Linked DNA regions of Podarcis muralis: region 1 is linked to region 2. A link is a contact called in public Hi-C data. All regions are on one chromosome and are shown on one strand. Each heading gives the region's core, a stretch centred on a gene start, on an enhancer-like site or on the middle of the called end of the contact. The rest is flanking DNA. Distances are from core to core; before and after follow the strand shown. Region 1 holds the start of PPP1R11 (protein phosphatase 1 regulatory inhibitor subunit 11). Region 2 holds the start of LOC114588424.

Evidence for each region. A called contact is a pair of places that touch in the nucleus more often than the background predicts.
Region 1: a Hi-C map of tail shows a contact between it and region 2, with 4 times the contacts expected there. The contact joins the promoter of PPP1R11 here to the promoter of LOC114588424 in region 2. A contact is called at or near these places in 2 of 3 Hi-C or Micro-C datasets (blood and tail).

What each region holds. Positions count from the first base shown.
Region 1 is chr2:107,249,677-107,253,978 of rPodMur119.hap1.1, forward strand. It overlaps PPP1R11 (protein phosphatase 1 regulatory inhibitor subunit 11), which reads left to right and starts at 1,529. Exons shown (of 3, transcript XM_028713746.2): 1 at 1,529-1,825. The coding sequence starts at 1,760. POLR1H (RNA polymerase I subunit H) reads left to right here. Exons shown (of 5, transcript XM_028713939.2): 5 at 115-342. The coding sequence ends at 139.
Region 2 is chr2:107,080,442-107,084,637 of rPodMur119.hap1.1, forward strand. It overlaps LOC114588424, which reads right to left and starts at 1,490. Exons shown (of 3, transcript XM_028713718.2): 1 at 1,239-1,490. The coding sequence starts at 1,443.

The DNA of each region.
Region 1 (4,302 bases), core at 279-2,778, 170 kb after region 2:
TAACCCGAGGTACTATTTCTGGGTTAGCGGAGTCTGTAACCTGAAGCATCTGTAACCTGAAGTGTATGTAACCTGAGGTACCACTGTACATATGTATTTGTTTTTCACTTCCAGGTTCCAGGAAAAGGAAGATTCTTGATCGGCTTTACCCAAATGTGTGGGGGACACTGTGTCTGAGGAACGTCACTTACGAGGGTCATTTTTGTCTAGTTACTATGGCCATGGAGTCCTTTTTGGGTTCCATGGAAACATTCTGTTACTTGAGATGGGGGATTTCGTGCATAGTGCCTGTAGCTCCCCTTGTAACTCTACGCAGAATAAAGCACTTTATGGTTTTCTTTGCATATGCATCCTATTGTTGGTTTGGTGGTCAATGAGGGAGAGGGGGCTGGGTCCTCATGTGGATTATTTTCTGCCTTCTGTACTTTAACTAACTTTTCAGAATACTCTTGGTATTTTATTGGAAACGACCCAGATAGGTGGGGTATAAGAATTAATATTATTATTATTACTACTACTACTACTAATCAAAATCAAAGTGGTGAAGAGCGGCTTTCCCTCATTGAAAGTTTTCTTCCTGGTTATCATGATTCACATCAGCAGATTGTTACTGAAAGCGCAGAAGCAATGGGCTGCATCTATCGTCTTTTCAGCAGATTCCCAGCCTTTGTCACACTTCATTGCAACCGAGGAAACAGAAGTCAAGGCAGGGTTCTGAAGATGGAAGTTATCAGGCTACTCTCTGCGCTCCTCCCAGTGGTCATTTCTCCTCTGATCACTTCTACGGGTACACAACCTGCCTGTCTCCAGGTGCTGTGGTCCTTCACAAGCGGTTCCCACAGGCCAGGTTTGATGTTGCCAGCCTTCAAGCCACAACTGCAGACATATCTGTAGCGCAGAGTTGGTTTGCCGATGGGCCTGGTGCCCAAAGCCAGCTCCTCGTGGAGCACATCCTTAGGGATCGTGCCATCTTCCATTCTGTGGACATGGCCGAGCCAGCATAGATGTTGGTTGCCGAGACAGGAGATCATGCTGGGAGTTTGGGAGAGCACATCTTTGCCAGAGACTATGCGATGCCCAAAATCTTCCTGATGCAGCGCATGTGGAAGGTGGCGATTCCTAATGCAGCTATTACAGAGATGTCTTCAAAGCGTGCCTGTAATAATAATAATAATAATAATAATAATAATAATAATAATAATAATAAATTCATTTATACCCCACCCATTTGGCTGGGTTTCCCCAGCCACTCTGGGCGGCTCCCAACAAAGTATTAAAAATAATGCCTGGCAAAAGCGGGAAGCCAATGCCGAACGACTTTTGCGACCACACAAGCGCAAGCAGACTTTACTGAGCAAAGGGCAAGCCTCTCTCAAACAACGCGAGCCTTCTTTTACTACGCGCGCCGGTGCCTCCTGTTGGTTTTTTTGTTTTGTTCCTCCTCCTGCCGCGTACGGCGGAAATGACTCTGGGGCCCAGCCGGGGGACCGCTTAACGCGACGGACTCCTGAGCGGAAGTAGGAAGTGGCGGGGCCGGAAGTCGGCAGAGGGAGAGGCTGCTGCACCTGCAGGAGGAGGAGGAGGAGGAGGAAGGGAAAGAGCGAAAGAGGGAGAGGAGCTGCGGCGCGTCCGGACAGCTGCCGGCAGGTTCCCCCCGAGGCTGCGAAAGCTCCGGGCGAGGTTTGGCTCCGGACCCCTCCGAATCCCCGTCCCCCCTGCAACTGGCGCCACGGCGGACAGGGCCGCAGGCAGCCACGCCATGGCGGAGTCCACGGCCGCCGTGGGAGCCTCTTCGACGGTCACCGAGACGGAGGTGACGGAGCCGGTGAGGACGGGGAGCCGAGGGAGCGGCCGGGCGAAGGGGGGTGGGGAGCGGGAGGGGGGCTGCGTTCGGCACCATGGCAACCGCGGTGATGGAGGGGGGTAGAGGAGGAGGAGCAGCGCCCCCGGTATCTGGGTCTGGGTCCCCCTCGGTTGCTGTAGCAACCGCGAATGCCTGTGAAACGGGGGTGAGGCAGATTCACGGAGGGAGTCAGGTGCATCTGTGGGCGTTCGTCATGACTAGAGGTGGGATGCTCCTTTGAGCGTGCGAGGGTGGGGCATCCAAAGGCTTTGCGCTTTCCCTTTCATCCTCATGGCCAGCCCTGTCAAGTCAAGTACGGCTGGGAGGCCCAAGGTCACGCCGTGAGCTTTGGTGGAAGTGGGGGTTTGAGCCGGCATGCTCCTAGTTTTATCGCTCCTAAGCTACTGCACCATGTCGACTCTCCTGTGCAAGAAGGATGGCTGCCGCTGCTGCAGGTTTGTGTGAGTCAGCCAGCCTGCTTTTTGCAGAAGTGAAGCCTTTGGCAGCCGGCGTGATGGCCGTGTCTACCGCTATAATGCATTAGAATACCAGTTGCTGGGTGTCACAGTCAAGGTTTTGTGAGCTGGAGAGGGAGCCTCCACAACTTGACCCAGTATTGCACGGTTGTTTTTCATGATGGGCCACATAGAAAAGAATAGATTGCTAAACCACTCAGGTCTCCGGGTCCGCCACCATTATCAGTTGTTTTCTCATTCCCATCAGCCTTGCTTGACCCATCTCCTGTGCATTTGCAATGGCAGCAGTATCCAAATATATTCAGTGCAGTTAATAAGCAAAGTGATTTAGGCTGCGAAGGCAACAGCAAATGGATAAGCGGAAGGTGCTTAAGTGGATAAGTGGGGACAGGCTGTAGCTCAGTGGTAGAGCATCAGCTTTGCATACAAAAGGTCCCAGATTCAATCCCTGGCATGACCAGATAGGACTGGAGTAATAACCCTGTCTGAAGCCCCAGAGAGCTGCTGCCAGTCAGTGCAGATGGTATTGAGCTAGATGGACCAATGGTCTGACTTGTGATAAGGCAGCTCCCTCTGTTCCAGCTACAGTAAGAAAGAATCAAAAGTGCTTTTATAGCTACTTGGTTGTAAGCACTGTGACAGCTTGGTTCAGAGGAAGGCAGCATGGATAGTTAGCAGTACTGAAAGACTGGGAGTTGGGAAAGCGTGGTAGCATTCTTCCAAGTACCTGAAGGGCTGTCACACAGAAGATGTCAAAGGCTTGTTCTCTGATTCCCTAGACGGCAGAGCTAGATCTAATGGTTTTGTTACAGATTTTCATTAAACGTTAGGAGAAACAATAGGAGAGCAGTTCAGCTGTGGAGCCAATTGTCTATGTCGTGATGGGTACTCTCTATCTCAGAAAGTAAACAGCTCTGTATATTCTGTATTAAGCAAGGGGTTGGGCTGGACTGCCTGCAAGGTTTGCTCCAGCTTTAATTCTATGGAACAGTTTAGAAAAGCTAAGTAGGCCACAATGCAAAGCCCACTGAATCTGCTGGGTATCAGAGTCAGTTTTCACAGATTTTGGAAAACAAACCAGCAGTAGAAGGGAGACTGGCAACCTAAGGAGTGGAATGAAAGCAAGGAAGATTCAGAGGGATTAAATAAAACAAATTTTAAATTTCAGCACAAAGCAAGCAGGTTGATAAACAATTGCTTGCCCCACTATGTGTAGATCCTGTGTGGCATTGTGGTCTTCCTTCCCATTGTTTCTAAAATATTCCCAGCTGTTGATGGAATATTTATTGCATGCCCATAATTGCTTAGCTGGTGACCTCCTTCGTCCAGTCTTCTGCCATCTGCCTAGTTCAAGAAGTAGTAGCTCTCGCTCTCTCTCTCTTTCCTGACAAGCTCCATCCACTCTGTACTATGGTGCCATCATACCCCACAACAATGTGAGTGCAGCCACTACAATGTCTGCTTCAGCCTACTCCACCTACCTCTATCAGGAAATTTCACAGACTTGTAAAAATGGAACAAAAATGCAGAGCCAGTTTATGGGTTTGGTACAAGTTCTTTTTCCTTCTCACCAGAGCAGAAGTGAGAGCTGTCCATAGGAATCAATGAAGAAATTCAGGATTTTAGCTTACCTGTGATTGGACGTTTGTGTGTTTCTTTACCTCTTGCTGCCCCTCCGAAAGATGGCAGCAAAGACACAGTACAGTGGATTTGCCAATACTGTAAAAGTAATGGATTCATCCTTTAACACTCCTTAATAAAAGCACTGAACTTGATATATGCTGACAATGCAGCGTGAGACACAAATTAAGATAGGGAGCATTCCTAACATTTTCAAAATTCAGAATCATGGCTGATTTTGAAAGTAGTTGGGGATTATAAATGGGTTCTGCAGATCTGACTGGCATTTCCTTTACAGCAAAGTGTCAGTAGTTGCCCTTGGCTTTCACCTGTTTCATGGCAAATCTTACTACTGGTCTTCAG
Region 2 (4,196 bases), core at 240-2,739:
AAACCGTCATGGCTTCCCCTAAAAAATCCTGGGAGCTGTAGCTTGTTACGGGTGCTGAGAGCTGTTAGAGGAGACCTCTATTCTCCTCACAGAGGTTCCTAGGAAGAACTGATTGTTAAACCGCTCTGGAAATTGTAGCTCTAAGAGGCGGACAGGGTTCTCCTAACCACTTCCAGCACCCTTAACAAACTACAGCTCCCATAATTCTTGGGGAGAAGGGAGGAAGCCATGATTGTTTAAAGTGCTGTGAAGACACACCTCTTTATCCTAGCTTTTGACACTAGAGGTTTATATTTTTAGCACCCCTCTTGAATGTAAGTTTTTACTATTGCGCTTTAACAATGAAACCCACCCTGGAACCATGGGGTGAAGGACAGATAAGTTAATTAATAATAATAATAATAATAATAATATAGTGCAGCTGAGGCCACACACAGAGGGAGGCAGAGGTCAGGCTATCAACTGAGGATCCCAGGACTAAAAACGAAAAAGACATTGGAGTTTCAGTGAGGAAAGGGGGCAGAGTGGCAGTACTGATCTCAATTTTCTTTAGGGAATTTGGAGAAACCAGGGGTAGAAGCACCTCGCTTCTTGCCCGGGACTTCTCAACCTTCTCTTCCTCATCCGGGTGGATTTATGCAGGCATAAACAGGAACAACAACACCCCCCCAAAGCCTCCCACCAGTTTATTGCTGTCCTCTCAGAAACAAGTTCCACTGAGTTCCATCATGCTGCGCTTATTTCACAAGCAGAACTTCACCAACTCCACCACCGGCTTACACAGCCCCAGGGAAAACGTCCATCAGGTCAGACCACCACCCTACTTTCCCCAGCCCTATCTTAAGCCCAAACAAGTCGTTCTTAGCAGGAAGGGGGGGTGGGATCTCAGCTCCCTAATCGCCTTCTCCACTTCTTCCGATTCTGGGTCTCTGGATTTTTAGCAATCATTATTGGGGGTGGGGGGTGGGATTTCTCTTTCTGCAAAGTCCAGAGGACTTGCTGCTGTTTCCTCGCTCGATCCACCGCACCCACCCACTCCCAAACCCCAAGATCTGCAAGAGAAGCAGGAACGTGAAAAAGCACGTGAGAACGCGCGATCACGGGAGTTGGGGGGGGTCCACTCGCACCCCAAACTCTGATGCACTTCCAGGGCCACCCCGACCTGCCAGAATGACTCACACTTCGCCCAACTCCGGCCAGGTCCTAGAGACGCACCTTTCCCTTTTTTATCCCCCTACCTGCTGGGTGTTTGGTTTCTGCAAAAGTGACGCGTCTGCAAAGGCTCCGCGGTCCCGGAGCGCGTTTGCAACGCGAGGAGGAGGAGGAGGCAGCCTCGCCGCCCGCGGCTGCAATGGCTCCGGCTGCTGCTGCTTCCGAGGAAAGGAGGCGGAGGAGCCTCGCCAGCACGTCCACACACTTCGCGGCACCGAGAGGGGGAAACATGGAAAAAAAAGAAGACCCAGGCACTCGGAGCTGTCGTGGCTTCCCTTGCAAGGCAGCCCGGGTACTGTAGTTCGGCCAGAGGCGGCGTCTCTCTTCGCCGCAGACTCTCTGTTCCCCGCCGGAACTACAACTCCCAGAGTTCCCTGGGAGAGAGCGGACCCGGACTAGCTGAACTAGTTTTGGAACCGGTTTGTGTTTGTAGTGCAGATGCCGAGAGGCGCAAGCGGCGACCAACGCCTTGGAATGGGGGCGGGGGGGGGGGATGCGATGAGGATTTCAAAAAAATATATTTTACGGAGAGCTGAGCGGCCAAATGTGCATGGCTGATGGGGGGGGGGGGTTGGTTTTTTTTAAAGTTGTGATTTTTGTTCCTGGAGGCTTCATGGGGCCTGGAAGGAACGCTTTTGTTTGGCAGGTGTTTAGAAAGTTGACACGAGTTTTAATCCGTTTTTAGTCTATTGTTTTAATGGTGGGGGGGAGTTTTAAATTATTCTATAATTTTTTTGTATATCGCCATCCATCCGCAGATCTCAGGGTGCTTCACACACACAATATTAAAGATTGGGGGGGGGGACACACAAAATATGTAATAAAAATATTGTTAGTTTTCCTTATTGATAATTTTACTGTTTTGTTCTGTTTTGTAAAGCGCTTTGAGTGTTTTGTTTGTTTGTTTTGAAATCAAGCAGTGTATAAGTTATATAAAATAAAAGAATGAACAAACATTTTGAAATAGATTTGTCGTGCAAGCCTATGTATGACTACTCGGAAGTCAGCCCCATTGAATTCAATGTTATTTAGTCTCTGGGGTGTCTGTATAAGATGGCAGCTGCAGGCTGCAATTCCAAACATGCTTACAAAGGCGCTTGGTAAGGTTTACCTCTGAGTAAACACATGCAGAGTTGCTGCCACCCTTTGCACATTTACCTGGGAGTAAGCCCCACTGAATGCAGTTGGGCTTCTGTATAAGCATGCATTCAAACGGCACTACAGTGGTACCTTGGGTTATGTACTTAATTTGTTCCAGAGGTCCGTTCTTAACCTGAAACTGTTCTTAACCTGAAGCACCACTTTAGCTAATGGGGCCTCCCACGATTTCTGTTCTCATCCTGAAGCAAAGTTCTTAACCTGAGGTGCTATTTCTGGGTTAGCGGACTCTGTAACCTGAAGCGTCTGTAAACTGAAGCGTCTGTAACCTGAACCCGAGGTACCACTGTATTAGGATTGCTGAGGACTGTTCCTCTGCCTGCTCCCTTCCATCCTGCACCTTCAACAACACTTAACCAGACAGATACCTGTCAGGTGAAGCTTTCGCATGCACTTCATTTGTATGCTGGGGTGGGGTGCGGCTTCGCTTCCTGAAATTATGTACATCAGTCAGCGTGCAACGGTAGTAGCACTCTGGGAACGGCTTTGACTCGCTGGCTAAACCAGGTGAGGGTAGCCGATGGGTCTCAAACCCTCCATGAGTTAGGACAGGGGTCAGCCACGTTTTTCAGCCGTGGGCCGGTCCACCATTCCTCAGACCATGCGGTGGGCTGGACTATATTTTGAAAAATTGATGAACGAATTCCTGTGCCGCACAAATAACTCAGAGACACATTTTAAATAAAAGCACACACCAGGCAGGTCCCACAAATAACCCAGGAATGCATTTTAAATACCGGTAAAAGGACACATTCTACTCATGTAAAAACATGCTGATTCCCAGACCATCCGCGGGCCGGATTTAGAAGGCAATTGGGCCACATCCGGCCCCCGGGCCTTAGGTTGCCTACCCCTGATCTAGGAGATGGAAAACTCTGATCTTAACTGGAAGGACAGGTCCTGAAGCTGAGGCTCCAATACTTTGGCCACCTCATGAGAAGAGAAGACTCCCTGGAAAAGCCCCTGATGTTGGGAAAGATGGAGGGCACAAGGAGAAGGGGACGGCAGAGGAAGAGATGGTTGGACAGTGTTGTCGAAGCTACCAGCATGAGTCTGACCAAACTGTGTGAGGCAGTGGAAGACAGGAGTGCCTGGCTGTGCTCTGATCCATGGGGTCACGAAGAGTCGGACACGACTAAACGACTAAGCAACAACAACAAAACTCATTTGTGAACCCCCGAGGAAAAATTCATACCTGCTGGCTTGTGGGACATCTTTGGGAGAAGAAACGGCTAAGGAGTAAACCCTACACAAATTAGGAAGGGAGTCCCTAAAAGGGTCAGAGGTTGCCTTGTACGCCTCCTTCTAGCAACTCCTGCAGGCAAACATGTTTCTTTCCTTTCCTTTGAACCACAGCAGCAAGACCAAGAGTGGGGCCTTGTTATCTGGGCATCCCAGGACCTCCATATACACTGCCCTGGCTTGCAGCCCAGGGAGGTCACTTCAGTGATGGAGATGCAGAAAAAGCAACAGTTAATGAGACAGCTTTTGAATGCATAGGATAAAGGTTAGTGAGATAAGGTGGTAACTTGAGGCCATTTAAAAAGAAACTGTCCTTAAGAAAGGGAGGCTGCCATGCCTGTGAGAGCATTGTTATGAAAGGGCACACCTCCTGTGCTAGACATAATTTTAATACTATCTCTCCCCAGGCCAAGGAATCCTGGATTTAAAGTTCTGTAAGGAGAGCTGGAGGGACGCGGGTGGTGCTGTGGGTTAAACCACAGAGCCTAGGACTTGCCGATCAGAAGGTTGGCGGTTCAAATCCCCGCGACGGGGTGAGCTCCCGTTGCTCGGTCCCTGCTCCTGCCAACCTAGCAGTTTGAAAG